Regions from separate parts of the Gossypium arboreum genome. Here region 2 is linked to region 1. The links are chromatin contacts, called in public Hi-C maps. All regions are on one chromosome and are shown on one strand. Each heading gives the region's core, a stretch centred on a gene start, on an enhancer-like site or on the middle of the called end of the contact. The rest is flanking DNA. Distances are from core to core; before and after follow the strand shown. Region 1 has its middle 16 kb from the start of LOC128283864. Region 2 holds the start of LOC108474181 (probable beta-D-xylosidase 6).

What was found. Hi-C and Micro-C count contacts between places; a contact is called where the count stands out from the background.
Region 2: a Hi-C map of leaf shows a contact between it and region 1, with 2.8 times the contacts expected there. The contact joins the promoter of LOC108474181 here to the enhancer-like site in region 1. A contact is called at or near these places in 2 of 5 Hi-C or Micro-C datasets (both in leaf).

The regions. Positions count from the first base shown.
Region 1 is chr11:45,366,766-45,370,862 of ASM2569848v2, reverse strand. No RefSeq gene overlaps it. Among protein-coding and RNA genes, the nearest start is that of LOC128283864, 16 kb to the left of the region's middle. Within about 2 kb of position 2,267, at least 2 of the 2 cell types and tissues checked have an H3K27ac peak or open chromatin away from gene starts, as enhancers often do. A contact at or near this core is called in leaf, where this site is marked.
Region 2 is chr11:46,101,438-46,105,534 of ASM2569848v2, reverse strand. It overlaps LOC108474181 (probable beta-D-xylosidase 6), which reads right to left and starts at 2,447. Exons shown (of 6, transcript XM_017776104.2): 1 at 1,409-2,447; 2 at 898-1,064; 3 at 715-812; 4 at 257-607. The coding sequence starts at 2,161.

The DNA.
Region 1 (4,097 bases), core at 1,018-3,517:
TAAATACCAAAATCAGCCCCCTATTAACAGAATATTCGTTACAAATTCGAAACACACTTAATCAACTTAGCAACAAGGCTCAAAAGCGCAAAAACTATGATCCTTGGTCACTTGTTTGTAGAAAGAACGAAAAAAATAAAAATAAAAGAAACAGTAATGATAGTGAAGTAGAGAGGAGGATTTCAGCAGGGAGAATGGAAGAGGAAAAACAAATGAAACGTCAGAAACTTTGAGAGGGAGAGAAAGAAATGAAATTTTGAAAAAACAAAGGATTCCAATATCTCAAATTCCCCTTATTTTTCTCCAGCAACTACCCCCTACTCAAAATTCCTGTTTGACCGAAACTCTCACTGTCAAACAAGCAAAAATAGACTCCACGCTCACGCAATGATTCGAACACAAAACCTTCAGCAATCTAGCACTCAACTTAACCACCAAACCAATAAGCCCATTCTAATATGGTTTTACAAATACTTAAATATAAGTCTATTGAACAAGGTGAAGACTTTATTCAGAAAAAAAAAACCAAAATTTACCCAATGAAAGGTTTGAACTTGGGACCTCACACACACACTTAGAACACTTAATTATTAAAGCACTACAAATTTATGTCATAAAATCACAAATATATATATATATATATATATATATATATATATATAAATTTTATGCGTTACATTAATATATATAATCTAAAATTTGTAAAATTAAAATATATATATTTTAAAAAGTCTGTAAAAATTTTAACAATTTTAAAACAATACAGTTGACTTTGATTAATTATTGATCAACATTGACTGAATTTTAATTTACACTTTTAATATTTTAAGAAACTTTATATATATATATATATATATATATATATATATTATTGTTGAGTCTTTTATAACAAATATATTTTTGAAGTTATTACCATTTTCAATAATTTTTATATATTTTTAATTATATATGCTTTTAATTTTCTAATGTCTAATTTTTTTCCAGTTTTAGAATTTTTCAATATATTTTAGGTTTTTTTTCAACATATATTAAAATCATTGTAATTTGTCTAGAGTTTATATACATATATTGAATTTTGACATATTTTTAGTTTCCTAGAGTTAAACAAAATGTTAAATTTTTATTTTTAAAATTTTAAAATTTTTATTTTTAGCTTATATTTATATATTCCAAAAGTTTCTAGATTTTTAAAATTTACCAAGTTTTTAATTTTCTAGAAATTTAACTAATTTTTATTTTGAATATTTATTTATATATTTTAGAAATTTCCAAAATTTTATTTTTTTAAAAATCAATTTTCCATTTTCTATTATATATATGTTAATTTTTATCTCCATAGATGCCATGAGGAGTATTCTAATATGATGAAGTGCCACGTGCCACAATTTAATAGGTGACATTTGTTAGTTGGTTTCCAAAACATATTTTAACATTATTGGACTAAAGTGATAAACAGAATGTAAGTACCGATCTGAGAAAAAAATAGCAAAATAAGAAAATCAATGTAGTTTAAGGGCTAAATCGTGGCTAAAATATTTTAGAAAGTTCACATAATTATAATCATTAAAAATACTTTTTATAGTTTTAGAAAATAAAGTTTCAATTTGTTTTAGAATTTTATGATTTTTTAGATGTTTTTGGATTTATTGTTAAAAATATATAGAAATTTAATGGGCTAAATTAGATATCAATCCTATATAAAACATTGGACCTCATAATTCTGTCAAGGGGTTAATGGACAAATGGACAAATGACCAAACGTTACAAATACCCAAATTTAGTGATGATTTTGAAACTTTTTACCGTCTATTGACTGGAATGAAAACTTACAAATAAGGAGGTGACTCTTAGTGCAATTTACCCTTTAAAAAATGAAGGTTTTTTAGGCAGAGAAAGGCGTCCAAACCTAGCAGACTTATTTCGTTGGAGAAGTGTGGGGCAAGGGGGATCCCAAATGGTAGGGCCTAGTGGACTTATATCATTGTTGTGCTATAGGTTTACAAATTGCAGGATATGGGAACATCACATGTTTGTGTTGACTTCAAAATTGAGACGCTTAAGAACTATTTCAGCTCCTTTTATTATGACTTACAATTTAAGATCAATTTCTGAATAATTCAATTGCCATTTGGGTATACTAAGAAACAGATAATTTTAAAGTTGGGTTATCTGCAGGTGGTCACGGCTCCATTAGTCTTTATCTCCTACTGCTATTATTACACACTGAAACAGCTACCTCTAGCCTCTCTATCATCTTATGCTTCCTATACTGCTTGGATTTCTGCATCTGTCCCACTATTCACCGCCACCATCACATGCCTTTCTTGTTCTTTCCTTTTCATCTTTTCTTTAACATTCAGAAAGGTAAATTTAAAAAAAAACAAAAAAAGAAAGTTTCAGTCTCCTTCAACTTGCCATCTGTACGGCTATACCTACCTGATGTTGAATATTGGAAGTTGGGGTCATTAGCTTTGAACGTTTACTCATCAAGTGTAGAGAAAATCTACATTTTTTGTGGTCACTTGAGTTGTTGATTGACAATGACAACCCTTCGTCTATTTAAATTATTGGAAATGTGTTTGTTAGTTTGCCAAAATCCAGAAACTTGTACGGGGAAAACAAATAAAAAAATTAGTGGTGCATATAAACCTAGAATCAACACATGAGAAGAATCAAACCATCGCAGATAAAGGTCTAGGTTATCGGAATTTAAGGTAAAGTATTTTTAAGTGTATGTGTATGATAAAAGGGTATATTCATTCTCTTCAATTCGTAATCATATATTATACGCATATGGCCTTATGATTAGCATCCTTAGGAGAAAGGTGAATTGGGTAGAGAAGAAATACTAACTAAAATTATTGGCAGAATCAGAACAAGCTAGCCAGAAGGAATCAAAATAAATTCTCCATTATTTCATGCCATATTCTCATTAATAATTTAATCTCATAACTCAATCAATTTGCAGCATCTGGTGCCTGCAAGATTATGAGAAATAAAGAGCTGTTTCTGGTACACTGAAATTATTGTACCACCGCGTGGCACTTGGCACATCTTCCTCGGCTTTACATCAACAATTGAAAGCAGCATTCCTGTTGGCTTTGGCTTATTTGGAGCTTCATTTAAATATTAGATTTGTATAGTTAAAATATCACATCATACCACTAATTATCAGCTATAAATTGCATTTCCTATCATCTAGTGCTTTCATACTATATGCTAATACTATGTACTAGAATGTTTGACACATCTACATTTTTCTCTTCGGATCTTCAAGTGCAAATTATATTTTGTTCTCTTTAGAAAAAAAATAATAAATTAATTATTATATATTAGATTGAAGAGTAAATTGATCATTCTATTAAAAATTCTATCTATTTTTACTGTTAAAAATTTATCCATGTATGTTTAAATGAGGTACACATGACACGTCATATATAATTGTCTGATTATTCTGTTAGCAATGTCAGAAATGGATGAAATTTTTAACAAAAATGATCAGTTTTACTCTTTGATCAAATTTACTGGGACTAATTTACCCATTTTTTTTGGGTAAAAGGGCAAAATAAAAACTAACTCTTAATACAATGGCTCCCATTATACTTTTACCCTTTAATTGTTTTTTTTAGGTTAAATTCTGCTATTAGTCTCTGTACTTTGCAAAACTTGTGGATTTATTCCTTCTACTTTTATTTGATTAATTTTAGTCCATGTACTTCTTAATTTGGTCAATTTTAATCCTACTTTTCAAATTTTGAAATTTTAGTCCTGACACAAAGAGTAGTAGGTAAATTTGTTTTCAATTACTAATCCTTCACTATTCATACAGGTGTAGATTTAGTCCATTTTATCCAATTGGATCATTCTAAGTCCTTATACTTTTCAAATTTTGAAATTGCAATCTTAACGCAAATGGTTGTCGTTAATCTATTAATTGAATCTTTTTAGTGAGTAATATGTGAAAATGATAAGTTAATATGACATTAAAAATATGATAATATGTTTGGCGCATCAAATTTTAAAAATAGCATAACCTTACTTGATCAATTTAACAATTATTGTTTGGTGTGGATAGAAATTTTAAAATTTGAAAAGTA
Region 2 (4,097 bases), core at 1,198-3,697, 730 kb before region 1:
TATACAAATTCAATATCAGGCAATTTCTACAAAATGAAGAAACCCAGTGACAGATTGAGGTTAGCAAAACTTCAGTCAGCATCTGGGTGGTTCACATTCAATATGACTCAATACAGATATTACAAGACAAACATGGTAAGGCCCAAAGCTGTCTTAGGTAACTTGCCATATTAGGATGCTTCGTGTAGAAGAAGACTATATAAGCCGATATAATTTATAAACCCCCAACAATTACACATTATTGCAAGAACCATACCTGTGTAGTCACCACCCATATTACTTATGTTGTTAGCCATTGGACCAATGATAGCTATGGAAGAAACAACATTTCTATTCAGAGGCAGGAACTTCTTCTCATTCTTCAGAAGAACAATTCCCTGCCTTGCTGCTTCAAGTGCCAGCATCTTGTGCTCTGTGGTACAAATGTTTTGAGGTCCCAACTCTCCAAACTGCCCCTTTCTGGGGTCTCCATCAAACAGCCCAAGACGGAGTTGGACCGAGAAAAGGTTCAGAAGAGCTCTATCGATGTCTTTGTCTTGCAACTTCCCTTCCTCAATTGTAGTCTGAGTATGTCGAACGAGATATGATCCACAGTTAATATCCATTCCTACAGACAACCATCTTAATCTTATTCTTTAAAAATGAACATCCGAATGGCAGATCTAGTGAGAAGTCCTTAATCAATTTAGATGTAAAAGATATGATTAAAAAAACCTGCTTTAAGAACTAGAGCAACAGCATCATCGGCTTTTCTTGTGTAATTCTGGTATTCTTGAACTGTTGCCACAGCATCACAATCTGAGGTGATGTATCTGATTTATGCCACAGAAAAACCAATCAAAGTTGAATTTCAAAATTTGCATCCATCAATGTATAAGCAACTCCTAATTTTTTTACCCTTTGAAGCCCCATTCATTTCGAGCTTTTTGTAAAAGATCTCCCTGCGCACAAACTGGCACCCCATTAACTGCATTGTAGGAACACATCAAGCAACTTGCCTTGCCTTGTTGGATACAACTACGAAAGGGTGGTTCATATGTATCCTCCATATCTTGCTTTGTGACCTTCAATACAGATAAAGCATGTATTTATTAGCAGACTGCCTAACTGACTTCAAAAGGAGGCTTACCACAAGTCACACCAAACTATTGGTTTAGAACCATAAATAAATATATAAATTAATTTAAAAAATGCCAAATTTGATTTAAATTGACAAACAGTCGGACTGCAAAATTTCTTATCAGCACTAAATATGCATTGAATAAGAAACTTATTTACAGAGATAAAAAAAATGAACTGAAATGGCTAATACAGAGTTACACACTGAAGAAAAAGACGATTCAAATGTGAAATGTGTTCAGAAACATGAAAACACCACAAGGAGAATATGTAAAAAGGAAGACTTTACCACGGCATTGAAGGAGTATCGACTGAAATTCTTCCACTTCTCCAAGTCATAAGCAATGAAATGCTTGCAACAAGCAGAATTCATAAGTCTATCACCACTCTCATCATCATTATATCCTCCAAGTGCCCTCTTTCTCTCAAACCTATCTATGAGTTCTCCACTAGCCTTCCAGGACCCACCCTGGAAGCCCTTTACAAATTGGATAGCATAAGCTGAAACAACCAAGGGATCCTCGCCAGGAGTCTCCTGCCCTCTTCCCCATCTGGGATCCCTAAAAATATTAATATTTGGTGCCCAAAAAGTCAAACCAGCTTGTCCAACATTATGCATGGCTTTAGCTTCAATACCTATGGCCAACCCAATCTTGAACCAAAGGGTTCTATTGAAAGAAGCAGCAGTGACAAGAACCTGGGGGAAACTGGTTGCTGCTTTAACATAACCATTAAAGTTAACTCCAGGGCCATTACTGGCAAGCCCATGAAGTGACTCTGACCACCATTCGTAAGGAGGAATTCCAAGTCTTGGGATCCCTGAAGCATTGTTGGAGAGTTGATAGATCTTTTCTTCAAGTGTGAGCAGAGAAATGAGAGATTGAGCTCTGTCTGTGATAGACAGGGAAGTGTTGCAGAAGGGGTAAGAGTTAAAGTGGGGAGGCTGGCATGGGAATTGTGGGTTTGGGTCTGATGATGAGATTGAAATCAGTAAAGCTAAAAGTTGTAAGATGAAGAACAGGGATTTTAGTTGCAGAGACATGATGAGATGATGGAGGGTGCCGCTTTGGTAGTCACCTTATTACTGGTCGGTAGGTTTAAGCGGACCGTGATTAGGAATTGACGCCATTATCAGATAGATTTGGAGAAAGATTGAATAGGAAAAGATGAAATTATTAGATTATGCATTTATTTAAGAGAATCCAACTTGCAATTGTTTAGATTTATTTCCAATATGTTAAACCCCGGATTAACCCTTTGGTGAAGATGAAGTTCTGTTAACCTATGAACCCAAAAATCATATTAAACTAATTGAGCCTTGAAAGCCCACTATTTGATCGCACCAATCAAGTTTATAAACCTCCTCCAAACATGGGTTTTGAAATCTACATACAAATTTCAGCCAGCCCAAATAGAAAAGTTAAATTTAGAAGTACTACTTTTCCTTATTTAAAATTTTCGTCTAATCATTAATACCATTAATACATTTTGCCAAATTTTTCCGACTTAAGATATTGATTAAACTGCTTTCCTATAATGTGTATATACTATGATAAATATTAAATATACTAAATTGATAAATTTTAAAAAATGTGAATACTTATTGAATTAAAATTTTAAATTTAAAAAAGTAAGAATGTTTGAAAAGTACAAAAAAGTTACTGCAGCATATTCTAATTTTTGTAATTCAGTTTGAAAAGTATGATAACTGAACTTGGAAGAGTCAAATTCATTTAAGTTGTGTTTGGTTGGATAAAAAAAATGAAGAAATAAGATAGAGGTGATCGTGGACTAGATTGGGCCTAAACATAGTATTATTATATTTTATATTTGTCAAAATTTGGTCCAATTAGAAATTAGAGCTTAAAATTTTGTCCAACCTCGTTTTTAGTTATAAAAGATTAACTCAAACCTATTTTAAGCTCGCTTATATTATTTTTTAATATTTTTAAAATATATATTATTTTATTTTAATATTTAATAATTTTATACATTTTTATTTATTGAAAATTTTTCTATAATCATCTTGCCATTTTTTTAATGTTTACATTAGAATAGTATTATATATTTAGTATAGGTTTGTTGTTTTAATGTGTTTTAAATTACATAATATATAAAAATAACATAATATAAAATATTATAAACTTAAAACGGGTCAAGCTCGGGCTTTGAATGTTCAAGCTCGAGCCTGACCTATATTTTAAACGGGCTAATATTTTTTTACCCAAACCTATTTTTTGGGCTTGATATTTTTGCCTAAACCCTCTCGAATTTTGGGCGAACCTCCAGAATAGAACAGGTAACTCGACTCATGAACAGGTCTAGAATGAGAAGAGTGAATGGAAAAAGTGGAAAGAAAATAAATTTTAAATGTGCTTAGTAGGAAAAAATTAAGAGGAAAGAAAATAGGATGAATAATCACTTGATCATGATGCATAAAAATCAATCAATGAGAGAAAATAAAAAGAAATGTATATTAATTTAAAATTATTCATATTCGAATGTTATACTTTTTTTCATTTTCAATTCTACCAAGTAATGAATAAAAAGAAAAATAATATTTTCTATCTTTTAGTTTTCTTCCTCTTCAATTTATCACTCTATCAAGCAAAATCTTGGAAATTAATTTTATAAATAGATTTAAATTTCCTAAAAACAACCCTAAATTAGGGGTGACATATAAGACGAAACTGGAATCGTTGGTAATATTGTAAGTTAAGGTTGTTATCAATAACCGTTTAATTAGGGGTTACTTAGAGGGCCTTCCGTTTTGATAGAATCGTTTATACATTATTTAACTATTTCAGGAATCGAATGGATGAGGTTTTCTTTATTTAGTTTACATCAATTGGATCTGGGAAATCTCTTCTTTTTTTTAAAAAATCTTTTTCAAGTTTTATGTGTTCAACTCGTTCCACTTCCATCCAGCGTTGAATTCTTTTAGCACTAAAAGAACAAAACAGTTAAATAAAATTAAT